Linked DNA regions of Mus musculus: all the other regions are linked to region 4. A link is a contact called in public HiChIP or PLAC-seq and promoter capture Hi-C data. All regions are on one chromosome and are shown on one strand. The core of a region is the stretch at or near the end of the contact, and the rest is flanking DNA. Distances in the headings are between cores, read along the strand shown.

What was found. Promoter capture Hi-C pulls out the DNA fragments that hold promoters and counts their contacts. HiChIP or PLAC-seq counts read pairs in DNA pulled down with a chosen protein or histone mark.
Region 1: a contact with region 4 is called in an H3K4me3 HiChIP or PLAC-seq map of pro-B cells, with 5 times the contacts expected there. The contact joins the promoter of Zfp607b here to the promoter of Psmc4 in region 4. A contact is called at or near these places in 7 of 39 promoter capture datasets (the C10 cell line, the HPC-7 cell line, embryonic stem cells and 3 more), 1 of 484 Hi-C or Micro-C datasets (embryonic stem cells), 3 of 115 datasets of contacts at active chromatin or transcription factors (T-cell acute lymphoblastic leukemia, memory CD8 T cells and pro-B cells) and 1 of 9 other capture datasets (adipose tissue).
Region 2: a contact with region 4 is called in a promoter capture Hi-C map of pre-B cells. The contact joins the promoter of Supt5 here to the promoter of Psmc4 in region 4. A contact is called at or near these places in 20 of 39 promoter capture datasets (the 3T3-L1 cell line, 3T3-L1-derived adipocytes, the C10 cell line and 13 more), 2 of 15 datasets of contacts at CTCF or cohesin (the NIH/3T3 cell line and embryonic stem cells), 6 of 484 Hi-C or Micro-C datasets (CD8 T cells, cerebellum, embryonic stem cells and 1 more), 11 of 115 datasets of contacts at active chromatin or transcription factors (the SCID.adh cell line, astrocytes, bone marrow-derived macrophages and 8 more) and 2 of 9 other capture datasets (liver and pancreatic islet).
Region 3: a contact with region 4 is called in an H3K27ac HiChIP or PLAC-seq map of microglia, with 6 times the contacts expected there. The contact joins the promoter of Plekhg2 here to the promoter of Psmc4 in region 4. A contact is called at or near these places in 4 of 39 promoter capture datasets (cranial neural crest, frontonasal cranial neural crest, liver and 1 more), 1 of 484 Hi-C or Micro-C datasets (embryonic stem cells) and 5 of 115 datasets of contacts at active chromatin or transcription factors (astrocytes, embryonic stem cells, memory CD8 T cells and 2 more).
Region 5: a promoter capture Hi-C map of liver shows a contact between it and region 4. The contact joins the promoter of Pld3 here to the promoter of Psmc4 in region 4. A contact is called at or near these places in 3 of 39 promoter capture datasets (the C10 cell line, liver and pre-B cells), 1 of 115 datasets of contacts at active chromatin or transcription factors (memory CD8 T cells) and 1 of 9 other capture datasets (liver).
Region 6: a contact with region 4 is called in a promoter capture Hi-C map of neural stem cells. The contact joins the promoter of Samd4b here to the promoter of Psmc4 in region 4. A contact is called at or near these places in 7 of 39 promoter capture datasets (erythroid cells, hippocampal neurons, liver and 3 more), 1 of 484 Hi-C or Micro-C datasets (the HL-1 cell line) and 1 of 115 datasets of contacts at active chromatin or transcription factors (memory CD8 T cells).

The regions. Positions count from the first base shown.
Region 1 is chr7:27,686,158-27,690,631 of GRCm38.p6, forward strand. It overlaps Zfp607b (zinc finger protein 607B), which reads left to right and starts at 3,183. Exons shown (of 6, transcript NM_001112731.1): 1 at 3,183-3,329.
Region 2 is chr7:28,336,357-28,341,219 of GRCm38.p6, forward strand. It overlaps Supt5 (suppressor of Ty 5, DSIF elongation factor subunit), which reads right to left and starts at 2,363. Exons shown (of 30, transcript NM_013676.1): 1 at 2,339-2,363; 2 at 1,996-2,079. The coding sequence starts at 2,070.
Region 3 is chr7:28,369,516-28,374,160 of GRCm38.p6, forward strand. It overlaps Plekhg2 (pleckstrin homology domain containing, family G (with RhoGef domain) member 2), which reads right to left and starts at 3,147. Exons shown (of 19, transcript NM_138752.2): 1 at 2,345-3,147; 2 at 1,600-1,730; 3 at 723-982; 4 at 546-646. The coding sequence starts at 1,708. n-TIaat16 (a tRNA gene) reads left to right here and starts at 3,484; the gene lies at 3,484-3,578.
Region 4 is chr7:28,048,122-28,052,511 of GRCm38.p6, forward strand. It overlaps Psmc4 (proteasome (prosome, macropain) 26S subunit, ATPase, 4), which reads right to left and starts at 1,971. Exons shown (of 11, transcript NM_011874.2): 1 at 1,862-1,971; 2 at 983-1,081; 3 at 672-858. The coding sequence starts at 1,897.
Region 5 is chr7:27,551,786-27,556,357 of GRCm38.p6, forward strand. It overlaps Pld3 (phospholipase D family, member 3), which reads right to left and starts at 1,433. Exons shown (of 14, transcript NM_011116.2): 1 at 1,213-1,433. It overlaps 2310022A10Rik (RIKEN cDNA 2310022A10 gene), which reads left to right and starts at 1,505. Exons shown (of 10, transcript NM_175107.5): 1 at 1,505-1,568.
Region 6 is chr7:28,434,902-28,439,246 of GRCm38.p6, forward strand. It overlaps Samd4b (sterile alpha motif domain containing 4B), which reads right to left and starts at 1,290. Exons shown (of 13, transcript NM_175021.3): 1 at 1,237-1,290. It also overlaps a transcript of Gmfg not described here.

The DNA.
Region 1 (4,474 bases), core at 1,933-4,432, 360 kb before region 4:
GAGAAGCCTCCCCCTAGCAGCCCAGTGCTGTGTCTGATTCCCCCAGAGCAAGAGAACCTCCATAAGGAAGGAGAAAGCTGACTCATCTATTTTTAGTGTAAAACGTTTAATTGAAAAACGCTCACTGGGTGTGGTGTGCTTCACTTTCATTAAATATACAGAGAAGATTGTAGAACTCCCCCGGACAAACTGGTCAAATCTTTAAAGGTACACCCTCCACACACCTTAGAGACCAATACCATGGGACCAGAGTACCCAGGCCCACTGAGCAGGGTTCGGCTCATGTCCACCTTGCAGGTAGTTCTTTCTCTCCATGAGGTGGGGTTAGGGTAAGGAAATCCTCTAGTCCAGGCTTTTAAGATGTTTAATTTTTAGAGCGTTTTAAATTTTTCTTTGTGTCAGCCTCCACAGCAGTCCATGTGAGCACTAGCCATGTAAGCACGGGTGTGCTTGGGAGCCGAGAGTGAGCGTCAGACACCCTGGACCTGGAATTTAACGTGGTACATGGTGTGTAAGTTGCTTGGCATAGGTCTTGGGAGTTGAGCTTGGGTCCTCCTCAGGTCTGCTGGAGGATCAGCTGCTGAGCCACCTCTCCTGCCCTGGTAGTGTCATTATTAAAGAGTTGCAGGTTTGCTGTTTAAGGCAATGCTGAAGCGGATTGTCTTTTTAAAACTAAGATTATTATGCAGAAGGGTGGTGGTGTAGGCCTTCAATCCCAGCACTTGGGAGGCAGAGGCAGGTTGGTCTATGTGACTATACAGAGAAACTCTAAAAACAACCAAAGAGTTGATTAGAACGGTTATTAAATCCATGGATAGACCACAGTGTGGCAGAGGCTGTAGGAGAATCAGGCCCACTAGGCAGATGGAAGGAAGCATATTTGTTTTGTTTCTTTGATTGATTTTTTTTCAAGACAGGGTTTCTCTGTGTAGCCCTGGCTGTTGAAACTCACTCTGTAGACCAGACTGGTCTTGAACTCAGAGATCAGCCTGATGCTGCCTCCCAAGTGCAGGGATTAAGGCATGGACAACACCGTCCAGCACTGTGAGGGCCCCTTCTTATACTTATTACAGGGAGATACCCCATGGCATGTGATTGTCAGGTAACCTACAGTGTGTGCTTGTAGTTGGGTTTCTGATTCCTGGACACCAGGTGGTAAGGAGGGAGTCTGTTAACCTGGGGCCCACATGGAGAGGGTGCTAAGAGTTTCAGGGAAGAAGTCTAGGAAAACAAACTCCTGGAGGGGAGATATAAGGTGGCTTTGTCACATGGAATGAGGGACTCCACTCTGGTCTGTCGGGCCTCATGTCCTCGATTATTATAAAATGAACTATTTTTAAAATATAAATGTATTTATATCACAGTGTGAAGTAATCTGGTGGTTGCATTTCTTTTAACTTTTGTTAGTCCCCAGTAACCACACAGAGAAACAAAGCTGCACCCAGATACTGGGCAATTATTGATCTATTAATCCTAATCTGGGCAATTATTGATCTATTACATCCTAATCTGGGCAATTATTGATCTATTAATCCTAATCTGGGCAATTATTGATCTATTAATCCTAATCTGGGCAATTATTGATCTATTAATCCTAATCTGGGCAATTATTGATCTATTAATCCTAATCTGGGCAATTATTGATCTATTAATCCTAATCTGGGCAATTATTGATCTATTAATTCTAATCTGGGCAATTATTGATCTATTAATCCTAATCTGGGCAATTATTGATCTATTAATCCTAATCTGGCTACCTGCTCCATCCCACGTTGCTTGCATATTATCACAGATCTGGTTCTTTGGGATTCAGATGTTTTTTTCTCATGGCATCTTTTCAGACCCTCTCCTCCTCCTGGTGATCTGAAACTCCCTCTCTCATTCCTCCCCCTGGCTGGGAGACGTGCTGCCCTGTTTTCTCTCTGCCCAGCCTTTGGGCAATCTGCATTTATTGTCAGGGCAGAGAACAAATGGTAAGATTTTGTTTATAGAACTTGAAACACGAGAGTTTTTTTTAAAAAATCTAAGTATTACAATGTCATTTTCAGATAGAAACAAGAGGTGAGGGCAGAGAAATGACCATTTGAAAACCCCAAGGATAACCTTTCCACGGGGCACAAAACCATTCTGACCACAGTTCATCTCAAACTCAGGTGCTCCCGTGGGCTTAGTGGGATGGAGACTTCCGTGAGCTCCCGACTGCAGCAGCCGGTGCCTTTGTGGCCACAGCACTGTCTGTATAGTGGGTTTCAGATGCACGGTTTCCCCATAGATCTGGCTCTGTAGATGGCCTATTGGTCCAACCGAGGATGTGAAATCTGAGCGCTAAAGAGGGTTCTTCATCGGGTGTCCTGAGCAGACTAAGGGACAGCCACAATGCCGCTGTGTAACGGGACATGTTCAACAACTTCCTCAGCAGGACAGGCGCATACTGAAGATTTGATATGCCATCTTAGGCAAATGGGGGCTGGGAACAAGGTGTTTGAAGCTGGTGTATACTGTGGCTTCTGGTTGCTGTGAAGAAAAGTTCAGACTCCCATAAGCTGTCTTCCCGGCAAACCTGGAATTCTTCTTCTTTTTTTTTTAACTTGGAATTTTTATGATTCTGTTTACTTACCTTATGGTTCGTTGAGATCTGATATGAGATTTGGGTATGCGGGAATTGACTTGCTAAAAGGTCCTTTGTGTAACAATCACAAAAGCCCTCCTGCGAAGCTGTTAGCCGTTTAGTTCAGCTCACCAGAATGGATCCCTCTGCTTCTGGGAAGCCTAAATTCATTCTGCAGTGTCCCTCTTTCTTTGATCGTTCAGAAAAACCCAGAACACTGACAAAGTCCCACCAGAGCACAGCGAGGTGGAACCCTGCAGTGGGTCTCAGGCAAAGCGTATTCAATTACATCTCGATCCAATTTTACTTCCTAGCCTGCGTTTAAAACTTAGGCTCACCTGTCTTCTCCACAGGGGTGAAACCCAGTTACTCACAGAACCCGGAAGTACACACACACACAGAGAGAGAGAGAGAGAGAGAGAGAGAGAGAGAGAGAGAGAGAGAGAGAGAGAGAGAGAGAGAGAGAGAGAGAGAGAGAGAGAGAAGGGCACCATCCCTGGGAACTCCCACAAAGCACAGGGCGCAGCTGCCAGATGGGCTGGCCCAGGTTGCATGCTGGGATATCCCAGAACTATGAAGCATTATATTTCTTGTAGTTTGGGACAAGGGGACTACATTTCCCAGGCAGCATAGGGTCGGAAGTAGATAACTTCTGGTGTGCAGGCGGAGCTACCCCGGATGGTCAGGTGGGAATCAGAAGTCACTGGTTGGCCTCCACAGAGTAAGGCGGGAGACCGCAGGCGGGTGTGGGTGTGGCGAATGGGTGTTGATGTGTGGGCGTGTAGGAACTGTGGTGTGTGTACGTGTGTGTATGTGCGTGTGTGTCTGTCAGTGTCTAACTGTATACACACCTTGAGCTCTCTGCATAATCTGTGTCTCTTTGCTTGTCGCTGTCTGCTCCTGCTTTCTCTCAGGGACACAGGGACTAAAGCAGAGGACCAAGCTTCAGTAAGGGGAGGTCAGGTGCGGGGTCTGAAGGGAAGCTTTCCCCGAGGCTCAGACTTGAGCTTAGGGCTATAATTTAAGGACGGGGGTGTCGTCTAGGAGGGAGGGTACTTGTTGAGCTCCGTGACTGTCTCAGAGCTCTGCCGAATCTGAATATCGAGGGAAGAGAAGGAAAGTTCTCACTGAGGATGCTCTCAAATGTAGTCTGCGATCTCATGTATACTCGGGTTCCCTGCTTAGGCCATTATTCAAGAGGGAGGCTGGAGAATAATGAAAATATTATCGCTACCCATCTAAGATTCAAGAGTGAGTGCTCTTTTCGGTTTGAGAACTGAGGTTTTAGTTTTAGAATATAGAATTGTTAGGAAATGAAGCAGGAGCATGCAAATTTACAACTGCACTATTGTCCTTAGTGTCCCCTCCCGTTCCAGCTAGTATTCACATTATCATTTCAGTGACCCTTGATGTCTTCTGTCGACAATCCCATCTTTTTCCCAAGCTGTTTTCCATAGGGACCTACAGAGGTTAGCATTAGGGCTTTCAAACGCTGCTGTTCTACATCTGATTTCTATTTCCATGGCATCACAAGACAGGAAAAGAATGCAGTCGATAGATGGTCTGTTCGCTTGTGAGGATTTCGGGAGTGGGAAAGTGATAGCACTGAAGGACTTCATCTAACTTATATTTTTGTCACGAGTACACTTGCCATCTACTCTCTAAGACTTTACAAACTATTAATCCCAGTCACCATGTTTCATGACACATCTCCCAACTCTCTCGCTTATGGTATAGATCTACCTCCCACTCTCGACCCCGATGCTGCACATCCAGCCTCCGCCACTCAAACCCCAGTAACCGGCATCTTACTGTTCCTAGGAGAAAACAGCTTCAGATTCTACATGACTGAGACCATGGGGGTCT
Region 2 (4,863 bases), core at 1,113-3,612, 290 kb after region 4:
AGGGAGTTGTAGAGATAGTACACTCATGCAGAAGTTCTAGGTTCTAGTCCCAGCATCCATATGGTCGCTTCCAACCATCCTTAACTCCAGTTCTAGGGGATCCAACATCTTCTGACCTCCAACATACTGAATACATGTGCTACACAGACATACACACACACAACACACACACACAAAATAATAAATTAAAAAATAGAAATAAAGTTAAGCCGGGCGGTGGTGGCGCACGCCTTGAATCCCAGCACTCGGGAGGCAGAGGCAGGCGGATTTCTGAGTTTGAGGCCAGCCTGGTCTATACAGTGAGTTCCAGGACAGCCAGGGCTACACAGAGAAACCGTGTCTCAAAAAAAAAACAAAAAACAAAAAAACAAAAAACAAAAACAAAAAAAAAGAAAAGAAAGAAAATTAAAGTTAATTTACAGCTTCGTAACACAGCTTGGTGACAGAGTACCTGCCTAGCATTTGTGAAACTCTAGCCCAAAAACTACACAGAGAGAGAGAGAGAGAGAGAGAGACTAGACTCTCTCTAAATGCTCAATTAAATAAAGCATAGCTCAGTGGCAGAGTTCATACTTAATGTGTACAGAGCCCTGAGTTCTATCCCCATAATTAAAAGAAGGGGGAAGGGTCAGGCATGGTGGGACACATCTTTAGTCCCAGCATTTGGCAGGCAAAGGCAGGTAGATCTTTATGCGTTTGCCAGCCTGGTCTACATAGCTAGTTTTAGGCCAACTAAGGTTACACATAGTGAGATCCTATCTCAAAAAGAGAAAGAAAAAGAAGGAAAGAAAGAAAGAAAGAAAGAAAGAAAGAAAGACAGACAACCACATGATTTACCCCCTCTCTTCCGGTAAGTTCCCATTCAAATGTCACTCTGACTTATTCTGATGGCTTCAAAGTGCAGCTAGGACCCTCTACTCCCTTTTTGTGCTTGGATTTTTCACCAGAGTACTAGAAAGAGTTATCTCAGGCCACGTATCCTTAATTCACAGCTTGAGACAAGATGTGATGAGATTTCCTATTTTAGGCTGTCCGTGCTGTCATCTCAGGAATCTCATCACTTGGGAGGTAAAGGAAAAACAAAGGCAGCTCTCAGGAGGCAGAGGCAAGCAGATCTGAGTTCAAGGCCAGCCTGATCTACAGAGTGAGTTCCAGGACAGCCAGGGCTACACAGAGAAACCCTGTCTCGAAAAACCAAAAAAGAAAAAAAGAAAAGAAAACAAAACAAAACAAATAAAATCCAAAGTATACATATTTCAGATCTTGGAGGATTTTTGGATTATTTGCACATACACAATAAGGTACCTTGGAACGGGACAATACATGAAATTCATATATCTTTCATATATACTGTGCACAGTCATTTAACACAGTATTTTTAGTGCACTAGTGTTGACTTTGACCTGTCATATGTGGAATTTTCCATTCGTAGCATCGACAGAAGACTAGAAAAGTTACAAAATCATCTGGATTTTCACACTAGGATGCTGAACCTGGGAGTCTCTCATATTTACTGGCTATATTTATTCACAGTAGCAAATTCACATTCACCCATCAGTTGTCGATTTACATTTTAAAATCTGTTAGCAGGAGCCCAAGGACAAAGACTTGTACAGGCTGGCACACAGTAGGCAATACATACACACTTCTGGAACAACTGGGGATACCTAAAAACACAAACACGAAAGAATCCTAAGAGCTGGGGCTGTCCACCTAGCAGGGCCCTGAACTCAATCCTAGCATCGCAAGTGATAAAAAGTAAACCGAAAGAAACAAATCAGATGAAAGCCAACCGTGGACCTGGCGCACCCCCACCTTCTGGACGCTGCCCCTGCGCTCCACGCTGACTTGCACACTCGTCCATCTCTCCCGACAATCTGGAACCACCCTCCCCCCCAGCCGTTCCGAGTCCCCGGCTCCCCCAGGGCCCTCTCTGCCCTGCCCCTGTCCCTGTCCCCAGGCGCAACGTCTCCCCTAAGAATCCCAGGCACCGACCTCGGCCTCCTCCGCCTCGCTGCTGCGCTCGCTGTCCTCCTCCTCGGAGAAGTTGCTGTCTTCGCTGTCCGACATCTTCCGCAGCTGCAGAGGAAGACCGCGGCCTCAGGGCGTCGCGGAACCAAAAGCGCCACCCCCAAGCCTCAGTTTCCCCGCAAGGTAAACCGGGGGAGAAAATCCCCAGGCGCACTTCCGGCAGCCTGGTTCAGGCGGTCGCGAACCCGCGTTGTTCGGGCTATGGCAGCTAGCACACCCGGCCCTGGCTGCGGCCGGCACACGTCCTGAACCTCCGCCAGCCCCGACCCCCGCTCCGGCCCCTGCCTGCCGTCCCACGCCCGCTCACCGATCGCTTGCCACCTGAAGCTTCCGCGCCAGCTGCGGATCACACAACGCCTAGCTGGCCTGAGCGCTCTCTCGCGAGAACTGGCGCGTCAGTCTCACCTAACGCGAGACTTTAGGGGCCTGCTCTGAGGGCGGCCTCTTGGAGCCGCCATCTCCGGAGTGGCCAAAGTGGTTTACGCGGACTGTACGGCCGCCATCTTGAGAAGGTCGAAAAGTAATCGGCTTCTCCTAACCCAGAGCTGAATCGGGTGAACTGTTGGCTCGTCCGTCCTCTAAACTTCCCTCGGAGGTGTCAGAGGTGACGGGACAGAGATTCGGCTTCACACCGCCACCCTCGGCATTCTGAGGAGTTCCCCTAGATTTTTAGGGACCTAGACTCAGGTTAAATCCGAATTCCTGGCGATGCTCAAAACAATCTCAAAACTTGTTAGTTTAGCGCGGCACAGTATTGTGTTATTAATGATCTGGTTTGTTTGTTTGTTTGTTTGTGTGATAAGGCCTTACTTTGTAGCCTGGCTAAATCTCAGACTCACAAAGATAAGCCCATGTCTGCCTCTGCCTCCCTGGTACTGAAATTAAAGGCGTGTGCCACCATGCTTACAATGAAAGACACTTTAATACGGATTTAAGACTGAAGGCGGGAGCTGGTGAGATGGCTCAGTGGTTAAAAGCGCCTACTGCTCTTCCGAAGGTCCTGAGTTCAAATCCCAGCATCCACATGGTGACTCACAACCATCCATGACGAAATCTGATGCCCTCTTCTGGAGTATCTGAGGACAGCTACTGTGTACTTACATATAATAAATAAATAAATAAATCTTAAAAAAAAAAAGAAGAAGAGGAAGAAGAAGAAGAAGAACTGAAGGTGGACAGGCGAGCCAGGAGTTATGCACAAAACCATCACATTTATTTAATTCCGGACAGCCAAGGTTACACAGTGAAACACTGTAACCAAAACAAAACAATAAAACCTAAACTGGAGAGTTGGCTCAACCGCCAAAGAACGCTGGCTGCTGTGGAGCTGTGGTCAATTTCCAGCAGCTCACAACCCGCTTTCACTCCAGTCTCAGGGGAGCTAATGCTCGCCCTCTTCAGGCCTCGGCTGACATTGAATATCCACAGACATAAAAATTCAAGACAAGCCGGGCGGTGGTGGCGCACGCCTTTAATCCCAGCACTGGGAAGGCAGAGGCAGGCGGATTTCTGAGTTCGAGGCCAGCCTGGTCTACAGAGTGAGTTCCAGGACAGCCAGAACTGCACAGAGAAACCCTGTCTCGAACCCCCCACACACAAAAAAAAATTCAAGACAGAAAGTTAATAAAAGCAGCATGCTTGAGCAATCTAGATGGCTCATCAGATAAAGTATCTTGCTGAGAAACCTGACGATCTGAGTTCTATCCCTGGAACCTATATGATAGAAGGAAGATAGCCAAAAAGTTTTCTTCTGACCTCTGCATCCATGCTATAGTTGGAATACATGCACCCACTCATGTATGTGTGTATACATGTGTGTATATGGGTATATATACAATACATACACACATATATAACATTACATATGCATATAATATATATACAATAAGTTTAAATTTTTTAAGTCACGTGCTTCAGCTAGATATGGTGGTACCTACCTTGTAATACTGGCACTTGGCAGACTGAGGTAGGAGAATCTGAAGTCCCAATGGATCTAGACTACAAAACAGGACCCTTTCTCAAAACAACCAAATGGGAGAGGAGGAAGAAACAGTAAATTCCACCAAACTACTGAAAAGCACAAATTAACTTCAAAAACCATGTATGCACAGTGAAAGCAAAAGACGGTGGGATCTGGCAGAGGGTGTGATCCCATCCATACAGAACTCCAGAGCAAGCAAAGCCTAGCTATTCATAGGGAAAGCAGAGGAGTGGGTGTCTGAGCGCATGAGATGAAATGGAAGTCTGTCAGTGTCTGCCCGGGTGGGAGCGTTCACTGTACCTGGAGCCTTTTACTGCGTAAATCAGTGTCTGCCCGGAGGTGACCCGTTCAGGGTCGGTCTGAACTGCGCCCATGGAGTGAGATTATACAAAATGTTTAACGGATGGGAGCAGAAAGCAAGGGGGAGCAGGGTGGGCTGTTGCATTGACCAACCATATTTTTCTTTACAAGGGGTTTTGTTGGGGAAAAAGGGGGGCGGGGGAGGCCCTGGGGAAGAAGAGGGGGAGAAATATGCCACATCTGGCCAGAGTTCCTGTGCTCTGGGCAGGCGAACACGGGGAGACTGCCAGGCGCTTTCCACACGGCCCCGGGTGGGCATCTAAGCCTCTGACCCACGCTGCACACTGGTGAGAGTGGTGCAGCAGATCTAGATAGAGCAGAGACTCTCTATGGTTTAAGAGCTTTATTATAAAAATGCAGGGAGAAAGAGAGAAGGTAGAAAAGGAGAGAGAGAGAGAGCGAGAGGGAGGAAGAGAAGAGGAGAAAAAAAGACAAAGAGAAAGGAGAGAGGAGAGAAGACAAAGAGAGGGGAGAGAGAGGGTGAGAGTGAG
Region 3 (4,645 bases), core at 1,897-4,396, 320 kb after region 4:
TCAAATAATAAGACAAATTTAAAAAGCTTCTCTTTTACTGGGTGGTTGGTGGCGCACACCTTTAATCCCAGCATAACAGAAAGCAGAGGCAGGCAGATCTCTTGAGTCTGAGGCCAGCCTGGTGCACAGAGTGAGTTCTAGGGCAGCCAGGGCTACACAGAAAGACCATGTCTTGACAGCTCCATTCCCCCTAAAAGAGCTTCTCTTGGGATTCTGAGATGCTACACTTGGGCCCCAGTGTCTTCTTCACTAGGGCAAACAACCAACTAGGTTTGTCCAGAGCTCAGGGTGTCCTAGGCTCACAGAAGTGCAGTAGTAATTTGGGACTGGACATTCAGACTGGAGGTCTGAGAGCCCAACATGGCATCTGTATGGTTCTATACTTCTTCCCACGCTAGGTCCTCACTGTCCCCATCATGTCACCACACTTCCCATGCCAGCCCACACAAGGCCACTGACTAAGAGGCACTCAGGCTAGTGTTAGGCCACAGCCCCTCCCCTGCCACAGCAGCCAGTCCCCTTGTGGTCCCCTTCCTGTCCCTCACCTGCTAAACTCATAGATGTCCTCGATGTTGGCAAACAGTGTGCCCACCTGCTCCATGTTCAGCCCCAGGGCCCTGCCATCCATCAGAGGGCCTAGGTAGTCCTGTGGGGATGACTGGTTACAGAAGCCGAGGGCCTGGCTTGGGTCCCCACTGTCTTCAGGTACCTGCCCACCTCACCTCCACGATGCTGCGAAGGTCGCGAACATACGCCCGCTCTGTCTCCACAATCTCCCTGGCCACTCGTTCCAGCCTGGAGGGTTTCACCGAACCCTGGATTCCCACAGGCAACAGGTGCAGGCGTATGGGGGGCTCCGGTAGGGGCTCTGGCCTGGAGGCTGAGCAGGCTGGAGATGGGTCCCCCTCGGAGCCCACAGTGCTCAACGAAGTGGAGCTGCCAGAACCCCTTGGAGAAGCCATGGTGGTGGCTGCCTGCGCTGCTGAGGTAGGGAGCAAGTGGTCAGGGCTTCCCAGACACACGGTCTTACGGTCCCCATGGTCACCCACACTCAGGTGACAGTCCCCACAGGTCTCTGCTCCACTCCTCTACTTCTCCAGTCTGATTCAGTACCTATCAATGCTCCTTCCTCTCTGGGACCTAAACCTCCAGTGCTTTTATTCACATCTTCCATCAACCACACCTATCGTTGTGAATCTGCCCAACTGACCTTGTCACTCACATAAGCACAGGCCCTTTATGTTCAAGTCCAAATTCCTCACACGCACGGGGCCCCATCTAATGCAGCCATGGTAGAACCCTTCACCCAGTTCCCTTTCCACCACTCAGCTCTCAACAGCCCCCCACCTCTTCACACTCAACTTTGTCCAGTTACTTAAAGGTGCAGCTGTGAGCCTCTGCACATACTGCTCCCTGCATGCAGAATTCTTCTTTGAGTCCAACTCCTTTCTCCTGAATTCTCAGCTTAGCAGTCTCCTCCGTGGTGACAGGGCTGGGCTATGTTGGCCATGCTCAGCACTAGGCCAGCTATAGAGGGATGCTCATTGTCCTGAAGGAAGGGACAAATGCCCACAGGCTCCACCTGTCTGGGCTGCTCACCTGTTGGAGTGTCACTCACTGCTGCGCAGTCGCAAACTTCACCTTGGTGGCCACACCCGAGCCTAAGGCTGGGTTTGGGCAGGCTCAATCCCCGGGCTCCCTCGGGCATGATTGAGTGGCACAACTCCGACCTACAGAAGAGACCCACTTCTTGGGAACTAGACTTCACCGGTCTCTCGGCCGCTCCTACTCACAGATAGGGTGCTGGAAGCTGATCTAAACTCAAGGAGGGGCCCCAAGAAGATACAAAGTGACAGGAAGAAGGGGCTGAGAATACAAGCCAAAGATGGAAAAAGGTTGAGACAAAGAACGAAGACAGCAAAAGTGCCTGAGTCTGCAAGTCCCATCTGTCTGGGGGCCCCCCTCCCAAGGCTCAGGGATCCTGGGAACTCTCAGGCTCAGGCTGAAGCTGAGGGCGAGGGGCAGGGCTGGGAAAAACCGTGGGCGGGAGAGGCCGCGGGGTCCCAGGGGAGGGCGGAGGCTGGGGGACCGGATGCCAGGGTCCTACAGACTGTTCCTTACCCCGCCCAAGACGGCGTACTGGGGCGCTGGCCCCGAGTCCTCCACCCAGCTCCAGTCGGTCCCTCGGCGCCCCAACCGCGGTCCCCACCGTTGGATTCTCCCCTGTGCAGTTGCAGCCCCCAACTCCAGCCGGCGCCTCCGCTACCCCCCGCCGGCACGCCCCCTCATTGTTCCGCTTCGGCGCCGCCCCCTCCCCCAGCCCCGGGCCCCTCGCTCCCCTCACCTCCCGGGGAGCCACGGGCCTTGGGGTCGGGAGTCCCGCGCGTCTGGACCGTAACGCGCGATCCCTGGGGAGGCTCACAACCCAGACTTAAGGTCGTGAACTTGGGGTTCTCGGACTCCAGAATCCGGGGAGAGTTGGGATCCGGAGTCCGAAGTCTCGGTGTTCTAAATAGAAGATGCTGCAACCCTCTACTCGAGTCTCAGACCAGGGCGCTGGGGACCCAAACTCCTCAGTCTTCTAGGTAGGGCTGTGTGTTGTCGGGAGCACCGGGATTCCAGAGTTTCCAGAACCCGAGGGGCAGGAGTGAAGTCACCTCCGGGAGGGACCGCAAGGACTGGCTAACTCCTCGGTCTCCTGGAGGTGATGGATGCTGCAGCCCTAAGTCGAGGCGCGAGGTCCTGTCCCCAAGTGGCTCCAGGAGGGGGTCTTGGACTCAGAGTTGGGACCCCGTGGGAAGGATGCACGGCCACAGATCCTACGGTCTTCGAAGCCGGGTACGGGACGGGCCTCCAGCCTCGGGGCTGACTTCCCGAGCCCCGGGCTCCTCCAGGAGGGGGCGCTGGACATCAGAGGTCCCGGCCCCTCTGCGGGAGCCGGGACTTGCGGGTCTCTTAAAACGCGGGACAGAGTTCCCGGACGCCTGGGCCCAAGACTATGAACGCCTCGGGCTCCGGGATGAGTGTCCTGGGGCTCTGGGGGCAGCGGCAACGCCGCATCTGGGGCGGGGAGAGTCGGGTCCCAGATGTGGGGCGGGGGGCGGCCGCCCAAGGCTTCTCCTCCCCTTTGCCGCCGCCGCGGCTCACATCCTGTTCCCGCCTGCTGGGGGGAGGGGCCGCCTTCCGGCACGCCCTCCCGTAAAGGCTTTTAAAATCCCCGCCCCCTACTCTGAATAATTGCAAGCAAGCGGTTCCAACGGCGAGTCACCGCCCACATTCCAAGAGCCTAGAGCCGGGAGGACTTTTTACCTTTTACAGCAAGGGCCCAGGAGGCGTGAGAATCTGGAATAGTCTCACACTCTTGTTCTTATTGGTCGATCGGCGGGCTTTATATTTGCATATGCAATGTTGGGCCGAGCCGTTCAACAAAGTCCTGCGACTACAACTGACTGAAGGACTTTGTGGCGCGAGGGTGCGGCCGGAGCTCCAGTGGCGCAATCGGTTAGCGCGCGGTACTTATATGTCAGTGCTAGGCGTAAGCGATGCCGAGGTTGTGAGTTCGATCCTCACCTGGAGCACTTCTTTTTTTAACTCATCTACCTCTTTTCTGGTGTTCTCTCATCAGTTTAGAAGTCTTCACATTTTATAATTTCAATCAAATGTTTTGGCTTGTTTGAGACAGGGTCTCACCATGTAACTCTCTGGCTGGTCTGGAAGTCATTATGTAGACCGGGCTGGCCTCGAACTCACAGAGAGCGCCTGCCACTGCCTCTGCCTCTGCCTCTGCCTCCCTAGTACTGGTATTAAAGACGTGCGTCACTGTACCCGGAAACTACAGAATTTTTGAAGAATGAACATTTCTTTGTGAATTTTTTGCAATGGTCTGTGGAACAGTCCCAAAGTTGCAGTTTCTATTCTGGTCGCCAGAGGGCAATAACGTCTCTTATTAGATGGCCTGGGCGTCAGATAAAATCCAAATCTCAGATCCCAGGGATGGATGGATGCTTACAACACACTCTTTATGGATATTTGTCTTCTACAGGTTTCTGAACAGATTTTTTTTTTTTTTTTTTTTTTTTTTACTGACCACTCACTAGGAACTGTATCCTCTGTCTCTGAGGACTTGACTTTTTACTAAGGAGACTGAGTACTGAAAGTCTACGAATTAAGTACTTTTTTTTAAAATTTGACTTTCCCTATGTTACCCAGACTGGCCTAAACTCCTGGCTCCCTCACCATCTGGGAGTGTAACTGTATCGTTAGATTAGCTACTGATAAGTATGGATAAGTAGGGTGGGATGCAGATTATCATAGCTGTCATGGATGGACTGTTTTTATTTTATGTGTATGGGTGTTTGGCCTGCAAGTGTGTCTGTGTACCATGTTCATGCTTGGTGTCCAAAGAGACTGGAGGAGGGCGGCAGATCCCCTGGAACTGCAGTTTCAGAGGGTTATGGTGCAGGGAATCAAACCAGGTGCTCTGTCAGAGCCGCCAGTGTTCTTAACTGCTGATCCATCTCTCCGGCCCCAGGGGAGATCTTTGAACAGACAGACACCTGGAGGAGGGGAAGGAGCCATGGGAACACCAGAGAGATGTTCCAGATAACACTCTAAGGCTGAAGATGGGTGTGTTCGTGGAGCAGGT
Region 4 (4,390 bases), core at 721-3,220:
ACTTTCAAAGACACAGCCTTCATCTTGGATATTACTCTCCCTTCACTTCCTCAAAGCCCACCTGTCCAATCCCACATGGTTACACGACTTTATCTAGAGCCTTTATAAACACACGGCTCAGTCGAGCAGCAGGAAAAGACAGGTAAGACACCAGAATCGTCAGCTACTGTAAGAGCAGGGTATGGATTTATGTCACTAGCATCTGTTGTATGCTGAGTCCTCAACAGAGCCAAACGTCTTTACACACAACCGATGCTTCCAGACAGCAGCTCCATATCCAGCAGCAGTTGTGGCGTTAACTCAGGCGAGGGAAGTGACCACCAGTTTGTTCAACTCAAACAGACTAGAACCACAAACATCAAAGGTACTCCAACCCACATGGTAAATTTCTTCTTGTTTGGAGACAGGGTTTCTGTATGTACTCCGGGAAACATACTAGGTAGACCAGGCTGACCTCAAACACACAAAGATCCTCTTGTCCCTCCGCCTCCTCAAGTGCTGAGGTTAAAGGCGTACACCATCACACTTGGATGGTGAAACTACACGCACACACGTGAATTGAGAGGCAGAAAGAGACATTCAGAAAATAAAGTATGTATCCACTTCTGGATCGGTCAGTACTCTGGCCATTCTATCACCCTGCCTTGCTCCCAGCCTGCCTCACCACTCACCTGTGGTGGAGCCCACGATGGCTGTGTTCTGATCCACAGCTTCCAAGAACTGACCGATGACCAAGGGGATGCTCTGGATCCGCTTCACCTCCTCCTGGGCGTGGAGGAATTCCTTCTTCAGGTTCTTCTGCTCGTCCTTGATATACTCCTCCTGCACTTCCAGGAACTCCAGCTCCTGCTGCAGCTTCTGCACGCACAGGGAGGGCAAAGGGTTGGCTGCAGCCTTGCCGTACCACAGTGGGAGGTGGGGGGGGGGGCGTATGTGATGGGGGATGGGAGGTATGCAGGAGCCAGCTTAGGGTTGAACACACCTTGTAGCGGCTGTACAGGTCCTCCAGGTCTTCAGGTTCGGGTCCCAGAAAGGACAGGCCGGTCTGCGGCCGAGACACGGACAGTGCTGGAATCTCATCCTGTAGACGGTAAAGACAACTTGGTGTTGGAAGCAGAGAATCATCTCGTGAAATCAGCGAAAGCGTTCTTCCTATTTCGCCACCAAGTCACCTATGTCTCCAGTACCTGACATCATTCACTATCTCTCAATAGATACAGGAGCTGCTCAGTCCCCTATGTAGATTGCTAATAGTAGGCCCCTTAAACAAAACTCATCATGAAAGTTTTGCAGCAGCTCCATACCGAACCTTAGCATCCCAGTCCCCTCAAGAGGTTCTAAAAGTCCCATGGATTTTAAAGTCAGAGTCACATTCAGAGTCTCATTACCCAGTTCTTCCCCTCCCCCCCCCAAAAGCTTTCATGTCAGATTCCCAACTCACGTTAAAGCCAAAGGTCACTCAGCCAAACCACAACCAATACTTAACGCCTCACCGTTCACGTCCCAAGCACAGTGAGTCCACTGGTCCCTTGGCCACGAACATACCTAGGCCACGGGGCCCCCATACATCATCCTCCACCTGGTCCAGACCCCAAACCGAAAAGCTAGTAAGCACAGCTCTCCAGGCCTCGCAACCGTTCTGTCTGAAAAGTCTTTAAGTTCAACGCCACTTTCCTCCCGCTCTGCTTTTCTGAGCTTTGCCGCCCTCCTGACAACATGACTACCCCGCCAGGCCCCGGGACCACCCAAAGCTCGACACCGAGGCCTCTGAAACCACCCAGCCCAGAGCTGGGATCCTGAGAACCCCTCAGCACCCCACTCATGTCCAGCTCCCGCTAAGAAACCCAGATCCCCACTGCACCTGAATCTTTTCCACCAAAATGCCTATCTCCTCCATAGTGACCAAGCCGGCCTCAGTGCAGCCCGGCCAGTCACGGCTTCCGCTGACGCCAACGGAAGTCCTTCACATAGAGCATCTTGGGAAACGTAGTTTTTAAGGTACCGCTGCGGGTTGACCTGACGGGCCGGATAACAGGAAGGGCGGGAAACTCTTAGCCCTGGGCTCCGCCCCCAAGATGGGTTCCTGCGCTCTGCGCTCCAGGCGCGCGCGCGCGGACCCGCAAGGATGTTGCGCGTGCGCAGTAACTCTTGTTCTGGCGCCATCCTGCTTCGCGGCCCGTCGCGCGTTGTGAAGGTTTCTCCAGTAGATGGCGCGGCCGAGTTGCTCTTGAAGAAAAGTCTCCAGAGGATTGATTGATTGATTTTAATATTATCCACTTTTTTACTTTCTTGTCTTTACAAAGCCAGCCCCGAACTGAGAATATGAAGATTAATCAAGTCCTGTCCTAACTTGTTAAAAACTCCAGAGCTTTGTTAGAAGGAATTCGCAGACATAACTAAGTATAAGAAACGAGAGGCACTAAAGAAGCCTTTAGTTCCACAGAAGAATCTCTTGACCTTCTCTGGCCGCCACCTGAAGAGAGAAGCAGAGGTCACAGAACGGCGAGGAGCCAATCAGATCGTACCAAAGCTGGAGAAACCGAGGCAGCTGCGAATGCAGATCTTTGCGGAGTCCTGTCGAATCTTTTCTTCTCTGTCCTCTTCACATTATTTTTAGGGGCTGTCAAGATGGCCCAGTGCTGAAGAACACTTGTGGCTCTTCTACAGGACCCGAGTTCGGTTCCCAGCACCCAGGTGGGGCAGCTCACTAGCATCTGTAGGCAACTCCTTCGGTTTCTGCAGGCACCTGCACTCAAGCACACGTCCCCGCTAGCAGAAACACACTTACACATAATTAAACGTTTTGAAAGGATTTTATATTTAGTTACGTGTACATGTGTATATCGGAGTGCGAATTTGTGCACCTGGATTCAGTACATGCAGAAGCCAGAAAAGGGCATAGGAATCTGTGGCACTGGAGTTACAGACTGTGTGCGCCATCTTTTCAGCCTCCTGTTGAGTTTTGATTGTTGTTATGGCTCAGGAACTTTGATATGCTAAGCAAGCCCAGCTAAAATCCTTAGTATGTATTATATTCTCTTCTACAAAGAAGGAAGCTGGTGCCAAGCACTGAAGTCACTTGAGCAACTGGTAAAGCAGGGTTAGAACCTAGATCTGTATTCCTTGTACCAGGGATATACACTACCACACTTCATAACAGCTATAGTTTTTGTTAAGTAAACTTTTTATTGGGGCACAGATAGGTAGCAGGCACAAATCATTATTTTCTAGCTACATAATGCTGCACAAATTGAACGTCCTATCTGTTCTGTATGGTATGGAGAATCTACAGTAGCTCTCACACTGGCTAGCAGGTGGGTTCCTTCCCTCCATCAGTTGAAGAATTAAAAGACAGAAAAACAGTGACCACAAAGTAAAGGTGAAGTTTGTTGGCAGGCAATACAAATAGTTGAGAGAGGCAGCTCTCCAGCTATTAGGAGGCTGTGTTTTTCTTTGGTTTTAAGGTGTCCCGCTGGTGAGTTCCACGCCACCTGTTCTCTGTTGATCTAATGGTGCTTATGTAGCTCTTCTGTAGCAGGCCTATGTCTTGGTCCACTGACATGGAAATAACTGAATTGTTGCCTGGCTGAGGTAAGTGTGGGCACCCCAGCACTCTCTCCTCTCTGTGGTGTAACAGGTAAGAGATCTGCAGTACATTAGAGGGGAGTGGCATATGTCTCAGAGAAATGGAAATTTACTGATGGGGCAAAAGCCTACGGAAACTCACTACTGGAGGCAAAAAGCCATTTAAAACAAGTAGAAGCACCATATAGATGACTCCCCATCAAGGCAGCTGGAAGAATCCCCATGGAGAGTCCCGGGCGTCTTCTTGAGTAATGCTTCCTAGGAAAAGCAAGACAAGCAAGCCTACAGATATCACCATCAGATTGGGTGCTCATAGTCATCCTTCAAAAATCACCTGGAAAGCCCCGGTGAGGCAGCCAGCTGGGCTTCTCACTGGAGAGATGTGGGCAGAGTAATCTCCTGTAGGGTGAGGCTTCCAAAGACAAGAACAAATGCAGGCAGCGGGTAAATAACATCAAAGAGGGCTCGTTCAGCCACCCAGCAGAAACCACTGCAGCCTGAGTTCCAGCCGAGTAGAGGACTCTCACCAAGGCTGAGCCTTTTTGCTTCCCTTTCCCGCTGCAGGTGTTTTTATACCACGGAATAAGCAGCAGCCTCTGGTGGAATTTGTGTGCCCTCCGGCTGTCCACAAGAACACAATGGTCTGCTGTTGCTATTATTTTACATTACATTTTTTTTAATTGTGGGGGTGTGGGAATGAAACTCAGGCAAGCACCTTCATCCATCGAGCCACTTCACTGACCCTGAAACAATATGTTTCTAAGTTCTTTTTTATTCATGTGTATGAGTGTGCACTATGTACATG
Region 5 (4,572 bases), core at 183-2,682, 500 kb before region 4:
TCCTGGTAGTGTCCCCATGCGCTTTTGTTGTTGTTTGACAGTTTCGTGTAGCTCAGGTTGGCCTTGAACTTGTAATGTATCAGAGGCTGAGGTAGAGATCCTCCTGCTTTAGCTCCTGGACATTGGGTTTACAGACACACAAACCTGTTGGCTACTGTGCATTTTACAAATGGGAAAGCAGGAATTGGAGAGGCATGGTTTGGTGGCCTGGGTTTCCCACAGGTTTAGGGGTGAAGCTGGGACCCTGGGATACCATAGAATACCATATAATATCCCACACCATGGAAATATGTGAAACGTGTACCCACAGAGGAGGGAAAGCTATAAGGCTGGGTGGCTCCTTGTGGGTAATGCTGAATACAGATGTGTTAGTGGAGAGATGGAGACACCAGGGCGATTTGAGGGTAATCTAAGGGGAGATGGAAACAGGAAGTACAAGAATAACTGGTATGAAGAGATTTAGGGGAAATGGGGGTTTCATGAAGGAGATGTGTGGGTGACTAAGACAATGATGACAGAGAGACCGGCTCATCAGTGCTTGCAATCCCCACACTCAGGAGGCTGAGCAATTGGATCTAAAATTCAAGGCCAGCCTGAGTTGCACTGGTGACTGAATGCTAATCTCCCGCACAGGTACCCAGTGCTAACAAAGATGGAAGAGTGACCAGCGGAGCACTGGGGACAGCAGGGGCGTGTCTGAGCTGACATACTTTGAGGTTACAAGGAGACCCTGTCACATAAAAAGAGAAAACTGAGCATATAAGGCCAATCAGGGCTTAAGGGGAATGAAAATGAATAAAAAGGACAATGTTTGTGCTGAAGAGATGGTGCAGCAGTTAAAAGCACTTGTTGCTCTTCCAAAGGACCTGAACTAGAAAACCCAGCATTCACATGGGATGGCTCACAACCATTCGTAACTACAAATCCAGGGAATTAGACATCTTCTGATCTCCTCGGGTAAATGCAGTCACAGATACTCAATTAATTGTAAACAAACAAAAAAACAAAAATTACTTCTTAAAGGAGGGGGCGATGTGAGAGAGGTCATGGCGTCAGAAGGGGAGGGGTGGTGACGATTTAAGTGGGGTATGATTTAAGAGAAGGGATGAGGGCACCTAAGTGGGCCAAGGACGATATAGAAGAGATGCATTATAGACGAGAGGGTGACACAGGGAGGGCAGCCAAGGTGTCGCGCACCAGATCGCACAGTACCTGCACGTCAGAGTCTTCTACTCCAGAACCTAGCCCCGCCTTCCCGCCCACCTGTGCGCAGGCGCAGTCGCGCTAGACTGCGGGCAGGGTGGGGGCTAGACTTGATCCTTTCTGATTGGCGGCGTTCTTCGCGACCGAGGCTCTGTGTTGTCATGTGATGGTCGCCGCCCCACACTCTCTTGCTGGTTGGAGGCTAGGAGGGCTAGAGCGGCTGGTGGAAGGTGCAGTCTGGCTTCCGGTATCAAGGGCAGGACTTCCGGGGCGGGCGGCCCAGGCCGAGGGAGGAGTGTCTGACAGTTGGCGCGACCCGGAGGGCGGGCGGGCGCCTCGTGGGGGTGCGGGCCCCAGAGTGCCAGGTGAGGTGCGGGACTGGGACGGAGGAGGTTAGGGATGGAGATACGGGGTGGCCGGGGGTCTGGACTTCCCGCGCAGCCCATACTGTACGATCAGATAAATGATTTCTCTTTCTGAGCCTCAGTTTCCTCTTCTGTACAATGGGGGCCCAGAAGCTGACCGTAGAACCCGTGTAATGGGACGTCAGGTCGTGCACACCCGTTCTGCTCTCAGAGCTCTCCATGTTACTCTTCCATCCTCGTTAGCACTGATGATGGGTACCCGCGCGGGAGCTGCCCGAGCTAGCAGGCCAGCGGGTTTGGGTTCTAATCCCAGCTTCCCTTTGCAAGAACTGGGCCTGTGTCATTACCTTTCTGAGCCCAAGTTTTCTCTGTTTAGTGAAAACCGATAATCTCAGGCTCCTATGTTCGTCGTGTGGATCCTGATGAATGTCTTTGGCATACCAACAGCTCGGTGGATCGGGATTGTAGCTGAGAGTTCTAACAACATAGAGGAGGGAAGCCCAAAGGAAGCAAAACAACAGTCAAGAAGATTGTTTGCCTCTTTCCTGAGTCCTGAAATAGCGATTTAAAATAATGACTAATGCATGTTCCTCAATTTAAAAGGGGGCATTTTGCATTGTTATCCTAGCCAGGAGAAGGGAACCTTAACTTGAAATACAATAGAAATAGAACATTCCTCTTCATTTGTGGGCAGTAAATGAAAGATACTTGAAAAGTTGTTTTGTTTGTGTGTTTGTTTGTTTATTTACTTATTTATTATTTTTGAAGCTGGGTCTCTGTTTGTAGCTCTTTCTGTCGTGGAACTCACTACATAGACCAGGTTGGCTTTGAACTCACAGATAAACTGCCTGCCTCTGCCCCTCTACCCAGTGCTGGGATTAAAAGCCTCTGCTATCATGCCAGGGTGGCTAAATAGTCTTATATACTTGGTTTCCACCTCACATCTGCATGCAACTTACATTAGGTCTACAACTGTCCCAGTCTGTCACTAGTTTAGTTCAGATTTAATGAATACCTGTCAGACGTAGTTGTAGGAACTTTGAGTTTGCTGTTTTAACCCCTCTAATATATATATTTTTTAATTTTAAATGACATGTTTTATTACACTGTATGTAAAACCAGAGGATAGCTTGGCCTGGTGGCCTTTACCTACTTAGCCTACTTATCTCTCTGCCCCTCCCCACCTGCCGCCCCCCCCCCCCCCAGGAGAAAAGCAGAGGTACTTGTTTTTAATTTTTTTCCCCATTGATGTACCTGCCCATGCATTTCTGTGGAGATTAGGAAAAGTTTTGGGAGTCAGTTCTCTTTCTCCGAGTGGGATGCCGGTTCAGGCGACAGAACTCCTGTTGTCTGACTTGATGGCAGGCACCTTTGAGTAGGTTGTCCTATCATTTACTTTAAAGTCCTGGCAATGGAACCCAGGCCAGGCACACGCTAGGCAAGTGCCCCACCACTGAGCAGTTTCCCAGCCCTCGGCTTTTTGAGGTAAGGGCTGTCCACGGAGCACACCTGGCCTGGAACTCAAAAGCCTCAACTTCCCAAGTGCCAAGACTGCAGGTACCTGCTGCTATGATGAGCAGTAGTGGGACCGTCCTTAAATGGCTCCAAGAGGGGGAGTCCCAGAAAGCAGAGCTACCTGCCTGAGGTCAGGGTTGGGTCTAAGTTCCCCTCCCCCCTTCCTCTCCACCTTTCCACCCCTTCTTTGGCTTTTTTGAGACAGGGCCTTAGGCTTTTGCCTTGACTGTCCTCAAGCTCATGGTGCTATTACACCGCCTCCTGAATGCTGGGATTCTAAAGCTGTAAGCATGGTTGGTGCTTTGGATTCAAGACCTTGAAGGACGTAGCATGTGGATTCTGTAAATGGTATTTCTAGAATTGAGTTTTGAGAGCTGTCTTTTTTTTTTTTTAAGATTTGTTTATTTATTATATGTAAGTACACTGTAGCTGTCTTCAGACGCTCCAGAAGGAGTCAGCTCTTGTTACGGATGGTTGTGAGCCACCATGTGGTTGCTGGGACTTGAACTCAGGACCTTGGGAAGAACAGTTGGTGCTCTTAACCACTGAGCCACCTCACCAGCCCGAGAGCTGTCTTTTTAAAAATGTTAATTTTGTCAATTTCCTCTATTCCGAGAGTCAGTGCAAGAGATGGACTTTTAAAAACACTCCTCTGTGTTTGTGTGTATGTCCGTGTGGCTGAGCATGTGGTACCCGCCTGCAGATGCTAAAGTTGGATGTCTTACTCAATTATTCTTTACCTTATATTTTAAATCAGGGTCTCTCACTGAACACGGAGCTTACCCATTTGGGCACACAGGATGGCTAATGAGCTCCAGGGATCCTCCAATCTTCACTTCCCCAGTGCTTGGCTTTATAAAAAGTGGGTGGTGGGGATTTGAACTCAGGTCTTCATGCACAGTACTGACTGAGCCATCTCCCCAGCTGGGGACATGAACTTTTAAGATGGTCTCTTTCCTTTTATGTGTGTGTGTATTTACCAGCCTGTCCATACTTTGCACCATGTACATACCTGACGCACTTGGAGCCCAGGCATGTTGGAGATGGAGTTACAGGTGGTTGTGCCTTGCTCCCAGAGTGCTGGGAACTAAACTGGGTCTTCTACAGGCGCAAACCATGTCCTAAGCACCGAGTCATGTCTCCGGCCCCCAGAAACGGATTTTTTAAATCATAGGGAGAAGAAGCTTGGCACCTGGGAGGTGGAGACAGGAAAATTGTGAATTCATGGCCATCTTGACTAATTCAGGAGATCTAGCTTCACCATGGGACCCAACCAACCAACCAACATGGCGTTAGGAGCTGAAATTGAGTTTAGCAGTGGTGACTTCAAGGCCCTAGACTTCTGGTTTAGTATAGCGGAGGCCTTCCAAGGAGAGACTGGTTATGTCTACTTCACAGCAGTGCCTCACTCCCCATTCATCACACATTGGACTAACCTGAGTTCAAGTCCTGGCCCTGCCTTACATGCTGTGTGTTCCCAGGCTGACCA
Region 6 (4,345 bases), core at 40-2,539, 390 kb after region 4:
CTTAGAGGGGTGTTTCAGTATTGTAAGGAAGAGTGTCAGAAAGTTTACCAAAGGCTAGAAAGGGAGTTTCAAATTTTCAGGTTATCCAAGAAAAGTTTGAGAAGAATAGAGGCTATGAGGAAACTTTTTTGGAGTCCGTACACTATTCTTAAAACATGTGGTGTGTGTTACTGGAAAGGATTTGGGATACAGAAGACAGGCTTTGGAAGAGGTTTTGGGAATATGAGAGGAACTCTGGAGATTTTCAAGATTAGAAGGTGTAGAGGCTGAGGAGAAAAGGGCTGGGGTACATGAGATTACCTCTAGAGCATTCCAAGCTGGGGAATATTTGTGTAACATGAGTTTGGAAATCTATAGAAGGGTCTAAGAAATATGAGAAGAGGACAGGGCGTATATAGGAGGTGGAAGCAAAGAGAGGAGAGGAGAGGGTCCTCTAGGTGAGTTTTGGCATCTAAGAGCACTTCCTGAGTATCTGAGGACGACTGTTCTGGGATATGCAAGCTCTTTAAGGATGATGTAGTGTTCACCAGGGACATCCTGAAGAATTTGGGGATAAGAGTGAAAATCTCTAAGACTTTTGGAATGGGGAGAGGTAGAAGGGTAAATTCTTGGGGGTATTTGAAGAAGTCTGAAGGAGAGATGACTTGAATATGTGATGCAGATGGGGGGGGGGTTAGATGCAGAGAGTATCTGGGGGCGGTTTAGGGGCTTTAAGGTTCTTCCTGGGGGAGATGCCTGGAATATCTGTGCTGTGAAGACAGATGACGAGTAGCCACCAAGGAATGTGTTGCGATTCAGGAGGAAGATGTGAGGAGAGAACCAAGGACCAAAGGGCGGGGATCCACAGGGAGCGTCCCCAGAGGAGGCAGTTGAAAGCTGAGGGTGGTCTCCGGGGAGGCCGCTGGAGTCGTGCGGGAGGACCAGGCAGATGTGTGCCGAGTCAGGACAGAAGTCCCCGGGCCCGGCCCCTCGGCTAGCCCCAGGGCGTGACGGTTTGGGAGGGAAACTGAGGAAGGGGCCCGGGTAGGGAGAAACGGGCTGAGTGCGGAACCCTAAGGGGTCCTCCAGGATCCTCCGGCCTCCCGAGGCCCGAGTCAGCCGCCCGCCGCAGCCCGCGGCGCGGGGTCCCTGAGGGGGCGGGGCCGGCCGCGCGGCCTGGGTCGCCCTGAGGGGAGCGCCGCGCGCCTCGACCGCCGCCGCCCCGCGCCCGCCGGCCCGGCCTTGCCCGAGACTCACCGCCTCGGCCTCCGCCGCCGCCGCCGCCACCCGCACCTCCTCGGGCAGCCGCCGCCACCCGCGCCGCTGCCGCCGCCGCCGCCGCCGCCGTCGCCCCCTCTCTGGCCCGAGAGCTCCCCTCCCTCCTCCCGCACCGACCACCGCCGCCGCCGCCGCCGCCGCCGTCGCGCTGCGTCACCGCGCCGTGCGTCACCGCCCCTGGCCCCGCCCCGGAGGGCCACTGTGCGCCAGCATTAGCTCACACCCTATTGACAGACGGTGAGCCCAGCCAACTGGCGGCGAGGGCAGACCGAAGGGTGGGAGGTGTGCGGCAAGAAAGGCGGGGTCTTGGCCTGGAGGGGAGCGACAGGGCTGGAAGGAGGCCTGAGAGGCCCGCCCCCTCCTCACTACGATTGGTCTGACGAGAAGGTGACGGACAGACGGACAGGCCCCGGGCGGAGAGCAGAGGGCCGGGAAGAGGAGGGGCGCGCGCCGCGTTGCCCCGGGCAACGGTCTGGCGAAGCCCGCGATTGGACCTACGGACCCGCAGGGGGCAGTCTCGCGCCGGTCTAACTCAGTAGCGGCGAACCCAGTCACAATTCCTCATTCTGGCGTTCAAGGACCCCCTCCTCTCCGCCCCTCGGTCACACCCCGCCCAGGGTTTGTGTCCGGTAGTACCATCGCCCTTTGGGATGACAATGCTGCCTCCTGGCTCCTGGTATCGATCGGCCGCGCCTCAAGTGACACCTCAAGATGAGCGAGGTCGACCCTTTAAGGGTGGAAAGAGATAAGACCCCACACATAAGAGGCTGTCAATAAATGGAGATTGCTTCCATCACTCTTGTCGTGATCTTAGTCCATCCACAAACTGTCCTGCGCTGGGGTGAACTGACTGGAAAGGGGCCGGCTCTCCAGAAGGGTGACAGCAACGTGGCTTGTTCCGAGAACTCCAAGAAATACAGTCAGGGTGGAGTGTCGAATTTACGACAGGGAGTGGTAGGAAATGAGCTGCGGCTAGATGTTTGGCCACTGGAGGGAGTATGCACTTGTGCTAAAGGCACAGCGACTAGAGTGACGGGGCCAGTAAGGTCTTGGGGACTTGGGAGTTTGGAAGGGACGCCTCTAGCTTACATAGGGAAGTGGGGTGAGAAGGAATGAGACACAGAAGAGAGAACCCAGGGAGCTACCTGGGGAGTTGGGGCGGGGTTGCATCTGGAAGGGACCTTGGGGAGGGAGGAGGTGCGAAGTAGGCGGGACACTCAGGTGGCCCATTGAACTAGCCTTTTGCCACTGGCTGGCCACAGGGCGGAAGAGAAAAGTCCAGGACAAAGCCCTCTGGGAGATTGGGTCCCAGAGGAGAAGCTCAATGTGGGACAGCCAACACTGAGGTCAAGACCATTGCCCCACCTCGGGCACAAATTGAGGCTGGAGACCAGGATTTAAGGATCATTAGAGATGGTAATTGAGGTTGTGGGAGTTTGTGACCAATCCCAAGGAGGGTATGAGGGGTGAATGGAGACAAGGCTCAGACGGAATTCTGAGAAATGAGGGCACATGAGTTGAGAAAAGAAATGAGTACTAGACCAACATTGTGAAGATGGCACAGGAAAGAGTTGACGGGAACTGGGCTTAGCGGCGCGTCCTATCCCAGCAGAGCATTTCTGTAGGCTTGAAGCTAGCCTGGTCTACATATTGAGACCCTGAACTCGGGAGGCAGAGGCAGGTGGCTCTCTGAGTTCAAGGCTAGTTTTGTCTACAGAGCGAGTTCCAGGACAGCCAGGGCTGCGCAGAGAAACACAGATATTTTAAGTCTTTTTTTTTTTTAAGATTTATTAATTATGAGCACACTGTAGGTGTCTTTAGACAGACCAGAAGAGGGTATCAGATTCCATTGCAGATGGTTGTGAGCCACCATGTGGTTGCTGGGAATTGAACTCAGGACCTCTGGAAGAGCAGCAGTCAGTGCTCTTAACCACTGAGCTATCTTCCCAGCCCACTCCACCTTTTTTTTTTTTTTTTTTTTTTTGGTCTTTGGAGACAATGTCTTTTTAGATATTCATGGCTGGCCAAGACTCCTGCCTCAGACTCCTGAGTGCTGGGGTTAGAGATCTGTACCACCACACAAGCTAGAGAGGGAGTTCTTTGTTTTTAAAATAGAAGAACTAAAATTGTATGGAGGCTTAGGAGAAGATTCATCAGGGGTCAGGGAGAGATCATAGGAAGAGTTGGGAAGACTGAAGAGGTACCTGGCAGGTGGGATGGAGACCAGTGATGGGACCTGCCCATTATTAAAAAGGGGAGCCAGCACAGAAAGTCAAGTGGAGCAAGAACTTAGAAATATTTTTTTTATTTCTTCACTAAAATACATATGGTTTTCTCATAAGTTACTTTGCCTTTATTTCTTCTTTATAGAACAGGTGGCTTTATGAATTGATTTTTTTTCCAAAATTTGGGCATATAAATAGGTCACATTACCCAGGAATTGTTTCAAGGGAAGGGGAACTTGTGTATCTGTGTGGGACACTCATGAGATCAAAAGGCCAGGCCCTGTGTATGATAATGCCTGCTCTCACTGAGCTACACATAACCCCTCAATGCCCATTTGTTTATTTTATCAGATTTTCTAGAGTTTGTGTTTGTTTGGTTTTGGGGTTTTGGTTTTTTTGAGAAGGGCTTTTCTGTGTAGCCATGGCTATTCTGAACTCACTGTATAGACCAGGCTGACCTCAAACTCAAAGATCTGCCTGTCTCTGCCTCCAGGGTGCTGGGATGAAAGATGTTCACAGCTACTTCTCCGCTGCCAGTGCTCTTAACTGGTTCTAGATGGCGAGCTATCTCTGGAACACCTGTTTTTTGATGTTGCTTTTTTTTTTTTTTTTTTTTTTTTTTTTTTGAGACAGGACCTTGTGTATGCCCAGGCTGGCTTCACTGTAATCCAGGTTGGCCTCAAATTTGCTATGTAGCCAAGGTTGTCCTTAGCTCTTGATCTCCTGTCTTTCTTTGCCTATCAAATTCTAAAATTAAAGAACTGGCTCTGTTTTGTTGTTTTTGACAAAAAGCTGAGCTATGTAGCTCAGAATGGCCTGCAGGTCCCCATCCTCCTGCTTCTGGCTCCCCAGTGCTGGAATTG